2 separate regions of the Mus musculus genome follow, and region 1 is linked to region 2. The links are chromatin contacts, called in public Hi-C maps. All regions are on one chromosome and are shown on one strand. The core of a region is the stretch at or near the end of the contact, and the rest is flanking DNA. Distances in the headings are between cores, read along the strand shown. Region 1 holds the start of Cited4 (Cbp/p300-interacting transactivator, with Glu/Asp-rich carboxy-terminal domain, 4). Region 2 has its middle 30 kb from the start of Gm29891.

Region 1 (6,221 bases), core at 2,235-4,734, 36 kb after region 2:
TTAGTCTCACTGCTGGTGGCTCCCCCATAGAATCTGCACCCTGTGTCCTCCTCTCCTGAATGCTTATTGTCCCTTACATTTCTCACGGATTCCATGCTACCTGTCACTCTCTAGCACGCAGGGCCTCGTTTTACTTATTTTGTTCTTTACTGTATGTCTCCAAGTACCTAATAGATTTGTATGCATGTGTGTGTTGTATATATGCATATGTGTTCAAGTGTTTGTTCATTGTGCACAATATATGCAGAAGCCAGAGGATGAAGTCTGGTGTCTCCCTCTATTTTATATGTATTTATTTACATATGTGTGTGTGTGTATGTGTGTGTGTGTGTGTGTGTGTGTGTGTGTGTGTGTGTGTGTGTGCCATGATGTGCATGTGGAGGTCAAAGAATAACTTTTGGAAGTTGATTCTCTCCTTCTACCATAGGAGTCCCTCAGGATCGAGTTCAAGCTGTCAGGTTTGACTGCAGGCACCATTACTTCTGAGCCATCTCACTAGACTGCACCCCCATACACACACCTTACTTTTTGAGACAGGGTCTCTCCCTGAATCTGGAGTTTGCAGATTAGGCCAGTCTGGCTGGCCAGCAAGCTCCAAAGTTCTCCTTGATCCACCTCTACTGCACCACAATTACAAGAACATGACACCTCAGCTTTTTATTTTTTTAAATTTTATTTATTTATTATATGTAAGTACACTGTAGCTATCTTCAGACACTCCAGAAGAGGGCATTAGATTTCGTTATGGATGGTTGTGAGCCACCATGTGGTTGCTGGGATTTGAACTCAGTCGGCGCTCTTAACCGCTGAGCCATCTCGCCAGCCCGACACCTCAGCTTTTTTTTTAAAATATTTTTTATTACATATTTTCCTCAATTACATTTCCAATGCTGTCCCAAAAGTCCCCCATACCCTTCCCCCCACTTCCCTACCCACCCATTCCCATTTTTTTGGCCCTGGCGTTCCCCTGTACTGGGGCATATACAGTTTGTGTGTCCAATGGGCCTCTCTTTGCAGTGATGGCCGACTAGGCCATCTTTTGATACATATGCAGCTAGAGTCAAGAGCTCCGGGGTACTGGTTAGTTCATATTGTTGTTCCACCTATAGGGTTGCAGATCCCTTTAGCTCCTTGGGTACTTTCTCTAGCTCCTCCATTGGGAGCCCTGTGATCCAAAATAGCTGACTGTGAGCATCCACTTCTGTGTTTGCTAGGCCCCGGCCTAGTCTCACAAGAGACAGCTACATCTGGGTCCTTTCGATAAAATCTTGCTAGTGTATGCAATGGTGTCAGCGTTTGGAAGCTGATTATGGGGTGGATCCCTGGACACCTCAGCTTTTTATGTGGATGTTGGGAATCCAAACTCAAGCCCCCAAGTTTGTATAGCAAGCCCTTGATGGAAGTAGGCTCCTCCACCGTCTCCCAGTGAATTGTTAGTTGTCAGTTAATGCACCAAACGCGCTAAAGAACTTCAAAAATCTTATTTTAAATTTTGATTTGTGTATGTTTGTGTGAGATGTGTATGTGGGTACCCACAAAAGTAAAAAGAAGCTATTGGATCATCTGAAGCTGGCATTAAAGGTGGTTGTGAGCTGCCCAGTATGAACAGTGGGAACCAAACTCAGGCCATCTGGAGGAACAGCAAGCTCTCTTAAGTGGTGAGCCATTTCTCCAGCCCCAGATTAGATAACTTTTTAAAGCATTATTCACACACACACACACACACACACACACACACACACTTTTTTCTAAAAGCAAAACTGTCTTGTGATGTAACCACTGCCAAACGATGGTGTCCTTAGACCAGCTATGTCAGGGTGATTTTTTTTAAAAACATAGTCTTATGATTCCAAACCACCCACAGTCTAAGCACTAGGAAGGCTGAACGACAATAATATCAGCTTCAAGACCAGCCTGGGTTACACAGCAAGGCTCTGCCTAAAACAAACAAACAAACAAACAAACAAACATCTCAGTGTTAACCTTCTGAGTCAGAAGGTTAGGGTTCCCCCTAACAGTCAGGTTTAAGAATTTCTGTGTGGAGCCCTATCTGGAGAAAAAGAGATAGCCCAAGGCTTTCATTATACTAGACTAGGACCACCAACTTCCTTTCACAGCAGAAAGCAGAGGCCCTATGGAATCAAGTGATGCCCCCCCAGCCCCCACCCAACGCCCCTGCAGGTGGCAGAGCTATGATTAGAACTTGGGCCTCTGAACTCGGCTGCTAAACTTCTCCCCTCTACACCAGCTAGATAAACCAAAGTTCCAGGAAGGCCAGAGGCTGCTGCAGGGGGGAGGGGAGCCTGAGGAGGGGAAAGCCAACATGTGTAAGTCAGGCTCCAGGAAACCGTCCCCGGCATGCCTGTGGCTCAAAGAGCTTGTTGCATATAGGAATGACTATTTGCATACAGCCTCTGCACAGCCTCATTTTCCTTTGGTGCCTTAGTCTTCTTATCTGCAAAATAGGGCTAAAAATTCATACCCTACCCCAGAAAGGCACTTGTAGAATGTAGAGCACTCTAAAGCTCCAAGTTAGGATTATTGTGATTCAAAGAAGCTTTGGAAATCCCCCATTGGGTGATCATTAGAGCCAGCCTTATAGCCAACCTTTCACTAGATTAAAGAACATTTAATACATATGTATGTGCCAGGCACTATGGAGGGCTCTATACACACACACACACACACACACACACACACACACACACACACAGAGCCTCAGCTAACTTTCACCATAGGCGCTTGTGGTCTCTGCTACTCTGGCCAGCATCCTACGGAGGAGAAAGCCGCAGTTTGGTGAATGAGCTGCAATTCACGCCATCATTTGCTCATTCATTCCACTTTTACAGAAAGCCAGCTCTGAACCAGGCTGCGGGCCAAATGCTGAGGGTAAGAAGATGAACAAGTCCTTCAGGAGACATGCCCATAAATTACTTTAATAACAACTCAGGACAAGCTTCAACAGACAGCACAGTGTGAACCAGAGAGAAGGAGCAATTGGCTCCCTGGGGATTGTAGGAACAGAGAGCTGACCTCTTCAAAGGACATTGCACTTCGCTGAAGTGCAATACAAAGTTCCGGGTTTGAATCTTAAAGGCTTTATTTACTGTGTGTTTCCAGGAAATCTCTCCTGCCTCTGAGGCTCAGTCCGAAAAAATAGTAAATTGAGTGACGCCAAGATCCTGAAACTACAGGAACTGGCCCTCTCACCTCATCTGGCAAATTCAAGCTACTCCCATACCCCCTCTTAACCAGTACCTCGAAGGCCTGACCAAGCCCCAGAAAAATGTCAACCACCCAGCCCTACCAAAGTGCCTGCATCCTGGGACGCCCTTGCAGGCCCAAAGGGCGGAGCTCTGGTAGGGGGCGGGACCAATACCTTCTTGGACAGGTTCACGACCCGCCCAGAAGGGATTCATCCAGCCAATGACAGAGAGTGGGCGTGGCGTTCCCGCCTCTTGGTATAAAAAATCTCCGGACTTCAAGGCACTGCGCGAAAGCCTGGGAACCCTTGGGCTGTCTGTTTCTTTTGCGGCCTGCAACTACTGCTGTGGGCAGCGCAGAAGAGAGGAGATCCGGGAGACCCGGGTGAGACAGTGAACGAATCCGATTTATTCTTCCTCTGCCTGGTTGAGTTGCAGGGACTGCACAGTGCCCGGGTCTCCCGCCCAAGAGGAGCCGCTGGCCGAGACCCGGGGCGTGCCCTGACTGTCCGCCAGCTGCTATGGCCGACCACCTGATGCTCGCCGAGGGCTACTGCCTGCTACAGGTGCCGCCGCACACCCACGGCCCGCACGCTCCCCGGACTCTGCAGCCATACGCAGGCCCGGGCATGGACAGCGGTCTGCGGCCGCGGGGGGCTCCGCTGGGACCGCCGCCGCCACCCGGGACCCTGGCATACGGCTCCTTCGGGTCGCCGGTCTCTTTCCAGCCCTTCCCCGTCTCGCAGTCGCCGGGCGCCGGTAGCACGCACCTGCAGTCTGCAGCCACACCGTCCCCGGGCCGCATCCCGGCGCCCCCGGCAGCCGCTGGAGGGCCCTCACCTCTGCAGCCGGCGCCCGGAGCCGCAGCCTCGTTGCCGCCGCCGCCGCCGCCACCCGCCCTGGGCTGCATGGACACCGAGCTCATCGACGAAGAGGCGCTGACGTCGCTGGAACTCGAGCTCGGGTTGCACCGCGTACGCGAGCTGCCGGAGCTCTTCCTCGGCCAGAGCGAGTTCGATTGCTTCTCAGACCTGGGGTCAGCGCCGGCCGCCGGCTCGGTGAGCTGTTGAGAGCCACCACCCAGAGACACGGGACCTTGCGCCCGGTGGCCCGGCTCCCACACACCCTCCGTGAGGGTGGAGGCGCCTGGTTTTCGTGCCGAGACGGCTCCAGCCGAGAACACCTGCCTTGCCTCCAGGCTCTGCCTCCTGCCAGATGACAGTTGGGTCTCGCTTCTCATACCCAAGCCTCAGCGGTCTAATGGAGGGAACTGAACCAGCCTTCGGATTCCACGTTCTTGGATTCTGTGCCCTCTTTCCGCCGCCTTGCCCCAATCTGAGCCATTACAGGCCTCTGCCTGACCTTCCTTCTCGAGCAGCCTACTAACCGGATTGGGTCTAGGGAGCCATCTCTCCGTACCCCCTACCTTCCCTGGGCCCCTGGCCCGGGGGAGGGAAGGATTTTACACCTAACCCCTGCAGAGTGGAGCCATGCTCCCGCTGGCCTCTAAAACCAAAATAAAACTGGGTTGCTTTACAATTTTGAGTTTCCATTTCCTTTTCATCCCCACCCTCAAGTACCTGTAACTTGCAAAAAGTCTGAGGCTGTTAGAGTCCCAAAGTGAAACTGAGGCTCGCAACCTCAACAGCCCAAAGGACAAGAGACCTGATAGTTTCTTTTGAAAATGTCTTGAGAGTTGTGCAATTGTCATGACATAACCTGAGGGGTCCAGGCTGCTGCCTGGCCAGTTAACAGCTTAATCCGTTTGATTTCCTAGCCACTAGGACTCCAGGAACTGGGGGGGGGGGGTCCCCTGAAGATCCAGGCAGCCCTAGCTTTGAACAGAGACTATCTCACTTGCCCACGACACTGCCCTTTTGGTTTCTTTGGAAGGATATGGTTGTGATACTTTTATAGCGGTGTGTGTGTGTGTGTGTGTGTGTGTGTGTGTGTTGATAGAGACTGAACCATACATACTTCACACATACTTCATACTTCATCCATGTAATGACTATAGCACACTGTCAGACTCTTAGTCACCTCCGGAAACTATAGAGATGTTTGTTCTGAGCGTTGGTGCATAAGGAATCATAGGGACAGACCTGGAAACAGACTGTTCTTGGAACATGGAAGGGACTTGTCCAGAAAACAGGTGGAATAGGTTCAGCTAGTTGGGGTGGAGGTCATTTCAGCTTCAGGGAGGTACATTTGATGGGATCAACAATATGGAATGACAACTGTCTTGAGGAACAGGACAGGCCTTGACTAAAGGGAGGGCCGTATACCAGTTCGTGGACTCTGGGAAAGGACAAGGAGCATCTGGAACAGACTGGGAAGATCTAATGGTTTCATGGCAACTTTATGTGACCAGCTCAGTCCTCATTCCACAGACAAGGGGTGTGGCGCCAGCCCAAGCCTGGCAAGATTTGACCTTCAAGTCCAGATCTCTAGTGCACCCTCTGCTGTCAACTCTGGAAAGATCCCCTACTGTGTGGGAGAAAGGCTGGAAGACAGGCTGAAGGCCAGGAGAAAGAGACCTAGTCAGACAGGCTTCCATAATGCCAGGGACAGGCAGCGGTGCATTCTCTAGGAGACAGTAAATTCCAGAGACTAGAGAGCAAGGTCATTGCACTGAGCCCTTTGTCTCCACATCATTGGCCTTTGCTCTAGTGACCAGTGCTCCTGCATGTGACCCCAGCAGCTGTGAGTTATCCCAGGGTATACTGTGAGGGCACCAGCTCTAACACCTGCAACATGGGCGAGAGTGGGTGATAGGAAGTGTTCTGTAGATGAATGAAGCTCTACTCTTAGATCCCAGGGCCTTCTGGGACAGATGGAAAGAGTCCTCTGGACAGACCTTTGAGCTAAGAGTGCTCTGTGTTTGCTCCAGCATTGCCCAGGCTCGCCGGACCAGAATTCAATTGGAAAGGTTTGGCCCTGGGCTAGACACTACCTTGACTGCCTTTTCTGCGGGCCTTGGTTTCTCCACCAATAAAAAGAGGCTAAAGTTTTTGCTCT
Region 2 (5,888 bases), core at 2,915-5,414:
CTGTTCTTCAGTGCCTATCCAAAGGGAGAGAAGCACAATTGTCCCAAAGCCTATGATCTCATTTCTTTAATGTCTTAGTCAGGGTTTCCATTCCTGCACAAACATCATGATCAAGAAGCAAGTTGGGATGGAAAGGATTTATTCAGCTTACATTTTCACATTGCTGTTCATCACCAAAGGAAGTCAGGACTGGAACTCAAGCAGGTCAGGAAACAGGAGCTGATGCAGAGGCCATGGAGGGATGTTCATTACTGGCTTGCTCAGCCTGCTCTCTTATAGAACCAAGACTACCAGCCCAGAGATGGTCCCACCCACTAGGGGCCTCCCCGCTTGATCACTAATTGAGGAAATGCCCCACAGCAAGATCTCATGGAGGCATTTCCTCAACTGAAGCTCCTTTCTCTGTGATAACTCCAGCCTGTGTCAAGTTGACACAAAACCAGCCAGTACATTTAATAACTAGACAATATTCTCTTTCTCCTGCTGATCTAAAATTAGATTTTTGTGATGAAGAACACAGTGGCTAAAGGCACCTGTAACCAAGCCTGAAGACCTGAGTTCACTTCCCAGAACCTACCTGGTAGGAAAGAATCAATTCTTGCAATGTCTTCCCGCTTTCACAAGTATGCCATGGCGCACATACACACACATTTACACACACACACACACACACACACACACACACACACTCACTCACAAACTCACACACACTCACTCATTCACATACACATACACAATAATTGATTTTTCAAGCCACTTTATTTTTCCTTAAAATGCCCCTTCTAGGAAAGAACATAAATTCGCTTGTCCTGCTGGCGACCTTGTCACAGCTAGAGGATATTGTAGTTACAAATGAAAGGTCTAAACAAGCTTTCTCTCTTTCTCTCTCTCTATCTTCCTTCCTTCCTTTCTCTCTCTCTCTCTCTCTCTCTTTCTTTCTTTTTCCTCTGTTTCACTTTGGCTGTGAGGTGATGGGAAGGAGATTGCAAACCCGAGGGTGACATGAGCTTCCAAGCAGGGCAGGAGTGAAAACCATTTTCCAAAGATTTCACTCCTTCAGACTCAATATGGCCACAGCGGTGGGTCCTAGCTCTGAATGAGCCCTGAATACATTTTAAGTTCATCTAGAGCATGTAGATTTGATTGTGGTTAATACAATACAAAGGCTGGTTTCACAATAGCTTATTGACATTGCATGCTTTCTCAAACAATGGATAATGTGTTGTTTAATGTTGAAAAGTGTTCTTCTCTAGTTCTTGAAGAATCGCTGTAGGCAAGATCCACTGACCAATACTCAAAAAGAGAATGAAGAGTTACAGAGAAACAGCATATTAGAACAGCCTCAAAGTGTCTCCTTGGAGTCCTTAATTACCACAGTGCCATTAATGGCTGTCCCCACTTTGATACCCCTCTCCTGGGAAGCAGAACCCATTCTCTTACCCTTGACCGAGGATTGGACTCAGACTCAATTTTCAAGTAAAGAAAGCAGAGTAACTTTACAATAAAGAAATCTGGCAGCAGATATGACCTTGGAACCATGTGACTAAGGTTAATATCACGACCACAAGGGATGTTGCTATCACATATCAACAACATGAGTCAAGGAGAGGGACGCGTCATCCCTGTGACCTTCCTCTTACAAACCAGTAACCGCAGTCTGATCCTGAGAAACTTCAGATTGGGCCCCAAGGGACATTCTACAAAAATACCTAAACCGTGTTCTTCATAAGGACCAAGGTTGCTGGGCCTGGTGGGTCATAACCTGTAATCCCAGCACATGGGAAGCTAAACCAGAGAGATGGCCATGAGTTCAAAGTTATCCTGGTCTGCAAAGTGAGACCGTGCCAGGATCCTGCAAAAACAAGACTGAGAAATTATCACAGGAAGACTAAGGAGGTCTGATAGGTGTATACAACGTATATGTAACCTAGGAGGAATCCTGTAACAGGCACACAGATTCACAAACAGATTCTCTGTCTGTCTTTCTGTCTGTCTCTCTGTCTCTCTGTCTCCGTCTCTGTCTCTCTGTCTCTCTGTCTCTCTGTCTCTCTCTCTCTCTCTCTCTCTCTCTCTCTCTCTCACACACACACACACACACACACACACACAGTGCAGTAAGAAACTACCAAAATCCAGATGAAGGCTGTAGCTTAGTTTGTTGTGTGTTAAATTTTACTTATTTTTATTTTTAAGTGTTTGTGTGCATGCCTGTACCTATATATGTATATCATGTACATCCTTGGATGGTGCCCTTGGAGGCCAGAAGAGAGCATCATATCCCCTGGAACTGGAGTTACAGGTGGTTAAGTTATCATCCATTGTGTCCTAGGATCCTAACCTGGATCCTCTGTAAGAACAATTGCTCTTCCGCTCATGGTTAGTGTGCATGTCATGTGACATTCAGGGAAGACAGACCAAGGAGCTCCCTGTTCTATCCTTATAACTTGATTGTTATTGTTTCATGAGCCACAGGCTGGACTCCATCTATATACCTGAGGATGTTCCTGAAAGCTCGATCCTCCTGCCTCCACTGCCTGAGAGCTAGAATTTCAGGCATGTGTCACAACTCCTGCTTTATGAAGTACCAGGAGTTAAACCCAGGGCTTTATGCTTGCTAGGTCTGCATTCTGTCAGCTGAGTCCTATCCCCAGCCCTCTAGCTCTTCTTTAAATATAAACATATTGCCAAATAATAGTTTTAAAATACCAATGTGGGGACCTGGAGAGACGGCTCAGCACTTATGAGCACCTGCTGCTCTTCCAGAGGAAGAGGACCCAGGTTTGGTTCTCAGCACCTCCAGGCATGTGTGTGTCACAGAGACATACTTCCAGACAAAATACCCACGCTCATAAACATAAATGAAAAGTTTAGTTGAACTTACATGATTTGCCTAGAACTAAGCTGCTCCAGAACTTGTATTCAGTACCAGTTCACACAACCCTCAGAGTTTCCCAACAGTGTAAAGAGGGCAGAGGTAAAGGGTAGGCAGCAAGATGGCTCAGTGGGCAAAGGATTACCAAGCTTGAAAGCCTGAGTTTGATTCCTGTGACTCACATGGTGGAAGAAGAGACCTGAGTCCTTCAAGTTGTTCTCTGACCCCCCCCCCCCAGACACGGACACACAGACACACAGACACAGACACACAGAGACACACAAATACAGACACACGCTGAAATACATGCCCATATAAATAAGTACACACACCTAATAAATGTAATAAAAAATAGTAAAGGCTAGAACTGGTCCCCCAAATGTGGCATGTACAAAGCACCCCATTCATGGGCATAGCAGGAGACTGTGTGAAGGTTTCCTCTTCTCCTTTTAACGTTTCGGTGCTGTGGATCTACCCAGGTAGAGAGAGTGCTCTTGTCCTGTGCTCCGTACTCAGGCCCTGATTTTAGATTTTTGTTGTCTTGCTCCTTAATGTCACATGCACACTAGCCACTAGCAAAAGAGCAATTGCTCTTGCAGAGGATCCAGGTTTGGTTCGCAGGATGCAATGGATGAAAACTTACAACCACCTATAACTCCAGTTCGAGGGGATACGATGCTCCTTTCTGGTCGCCAAGGCACCAGGGATGTACGTTATGTACATACATACATACAGGCATGCACACATACACATAAAAATAAATAAAATCTTAACATACTACTAACTAAATTACAGACTTCATCTGAATTTTATTAGTTTCTTTACTGCACTCTGTGTGTTTGTGTGTCTGCGTGTCTGTATGTCTGTTCCAAAATGTCTCCTAAGCTACACACACATTGTATTCATCTATCAGGCCTCTTTAGTCTTCCTGTCTATGATAATTTCTCAGTCTTGTTTCTGCACAATCCTGGTACTTCCTTTGTCGTGGAAGAAAGGTGTCAATCTGCAGACCAGTGTAACTTTGAACTCATGGCCATGAAAATCTCACCAGTTAGTGGTATGTGTTTATCATTTCTTTGAGGTGAGAACATTTAAAACCTTTTTCATCTAGCTTTTTCTCCATCACGGGGACAAAGCCCAGGGCCTCGTATATCACATGTCGTCTTGGCTTTTGAAATAGAAGCGCGTTATTATCTACAATAACCCAACGGAAGCAGAACATCAGCACTTGTCTCTCTTATCTAACTATAATTTCGTGCCCTATCACAGGGCTCCATGCCTCCCTACTCCTTGCTTTTACTGTTTTTTTTTTCCATTTGATAAGAAGGAAGGAAAGGAGGGAGGAAGGGGGAAGGGTGGGAGGGAGGGAGGGAGGGGGGGGCAGAGAGATAGTTCAGTGTGGTATTTGCTGTTCTTCCATAAGACCTGTTCCCAACACCTCTGACTCAAGGTTCACAGCCACCGGTATCTCCAGCTCTAGCAGGGAATCCAATACTCTCTTTTGGCTGCTGGCCTCAGCACATAGGCTCATGCATGCTCACATGCTCACATGCTCACACATGCTCACATGCTCACACATGCTCACACATGCTCACACATGCCCACACATACTCATATGCTCACATATATAGACTGACATACACATAAATAAAGTTTAAAAATAAAACCAAGGAAGCAAGGAAATTGAGACATAGTCTCCAGCAGCCAAGGCTGACCTTGAACTCATGCCTCGGCCTCCTGGTCCTGTCTATACCTCCTGCTTGTTGGGTTTATCTGCGTGAGCCACCATGACAGGTTTGACCAAAGTGGTTTTCTTAATGGCCCTTCATTAGGCTCAGGGAAGCACCTCAGCACTCAGTTCAATTCTCCTTTTATTTTTTTCTTTACTTTTTGTTAAATTGTGTGTGTGTGTGTGTGTGTGTGTGTGTGTGTGTGTGTGTGTGTGTGTGCGCGCGCATCTGTGAGTACATGTGCGGAGGCCAGAGGTTGGCATCTGGAGTCCTATTACTCTTCCTTATTCTCTGATACAGTGTCTCTCACTGAACCTAAAGCTCCCCACTTTTGCTTAGACTACACAAGTGTGAGCACCCCATCTCCATCCCTACCCCTGAGATTGGTTACATGCAAGGTCTTTTACATGGGTGTTGAGGATCAGAACTTAGGTCCAAGTACTATACCCACAAAACCATATCTCCTGCCTCCTTGTTAAACTTTGTTTTATTGATTGATTGATTGATTGATTGATTGATTGATTGATTGAGACAGGGTCTCTCTATGTAGTTCTGGCTGTCCTGGAATTCACTATGTAGATCAGGCTGGCTTGAACTCACAGAGATTTGCCTACCTCAGCCTCCCAAGTACTAGGATTCAAGTTGTTCACCACCATGCCCAGCTGTATGCTTATCTTTTAAATATTCATGATGCTTAAATTAGACTCTTAAGAGATGACAGAGCTATTTTTGAAGAGTCATTAAAAATACAAGAATTAAGAATTAGAGAGAAAAGTTTGCATCAGGTGTTTTGCTTTTGTCATTAAATAACAAGAAATGAAATTTGGTGACCCATGGAGTCAGAGTTTGGCTGATGCCAAGAAAGAGGCAGTTCCTGACAAACACGGAGTTTTTGGGAGCTGTGGAGAAAGAGGTTGAGTATGAGGCTCCAGCTTTGAGGCTGCCTCTCTCCTCTTCCACAGGTTCAGAATACTCAGGGAAAGCAGAAAGAGGACCCCAGGGTAAAGCGGCCTGGCCCGGAAAAGATAGCACCTCAAAGAGGTGCTGGCTCAGAAGGAGGAGCCACAGAGACCAAATGGCAGCGAGGCTGAGTTAGGGAGTGAAGAGTTCATATCTCTGAGCCCAAACCCTCTCTACTCCCCACTAACCACTAGCCCTCAGCTCCAACCTACTTCTATACACTCTCTGATAACAATGAAGCAGGCACTCGGTCAAGTCTGTCTCCATTTTTCTAGCCAAATCTCTAGTAGGCTCTGCCTTCCGTGGGCACTGGAGCTTGTCAGGCT

The links. A called contact is a pair of places that touch in the nucleus more often than the background predicts.
Region 1: a Hi-C map of the G1E-ER4 cell line shows a contact between it and region 2, with 2.7 times the contacts expected there. The contact joins the promoter of Cited4 here to the enhancer-like site in region 2. A contact is called at or near these places in 2 of 39 promoter capture datasets (embryonic stem cells and macrophages), 2 of 15 datasets of contacts at CTCF or cohesin (the G1E-ER4 cell line and the NIH/3T3 cell line), 6 of 484 Hi-C or Micro-C datasets (the G1E-ER4 cell line, erythroid progenitors, fetal liver and 1 more), 5 of 115 datasets of contacts at active chromatin or transcription factors (CD8 T cells, bone marrow-derived macrophages, embryonic stem cells and 1 more) and 3 of 9 other capture datasets (adipose tissue, liver and pancreatic islet).

The regions. Positions count from the first base shown.
Region 1 is chr4:120,663,079-120,669,299 of GRCm38.p6, forward strand. It overlaps Cited4 (Cbp/p300-interacting transactivator, with Glu/Asp-rich carboxy-terminal domain, 4), which reads left to right and starts at 3,485. Exons shown (of 1, transcript NM_019563.2): 1 at 3,485-4,742. The coding sequence starts at 3,725. The coding sequence ends at 4,273. It overlaps Gm29891 (a long non-coding RNA gene), which reads left to right. Exons shown (of 2, transcript XR_376613.4): 2 at 1-198.
Region 2 is chr4:120,626,342-120,632,229 of GRCm38.p6, forward strand. No RefSeq gene overlaps it. Among named protein-coding and RNA genes, the nearest start is that of Gm29891, 30 kb to the right of the region's middle. Within about 2 kb of position 4,165, at least 11 of the 459 cell types and tissues checked have an H3K27ac peak or open chromatin away from gene starts, as enhancers often do. A contact at or near this core is called in the G1E-ER4 cell line and erythroid progenitors, where this site is marked.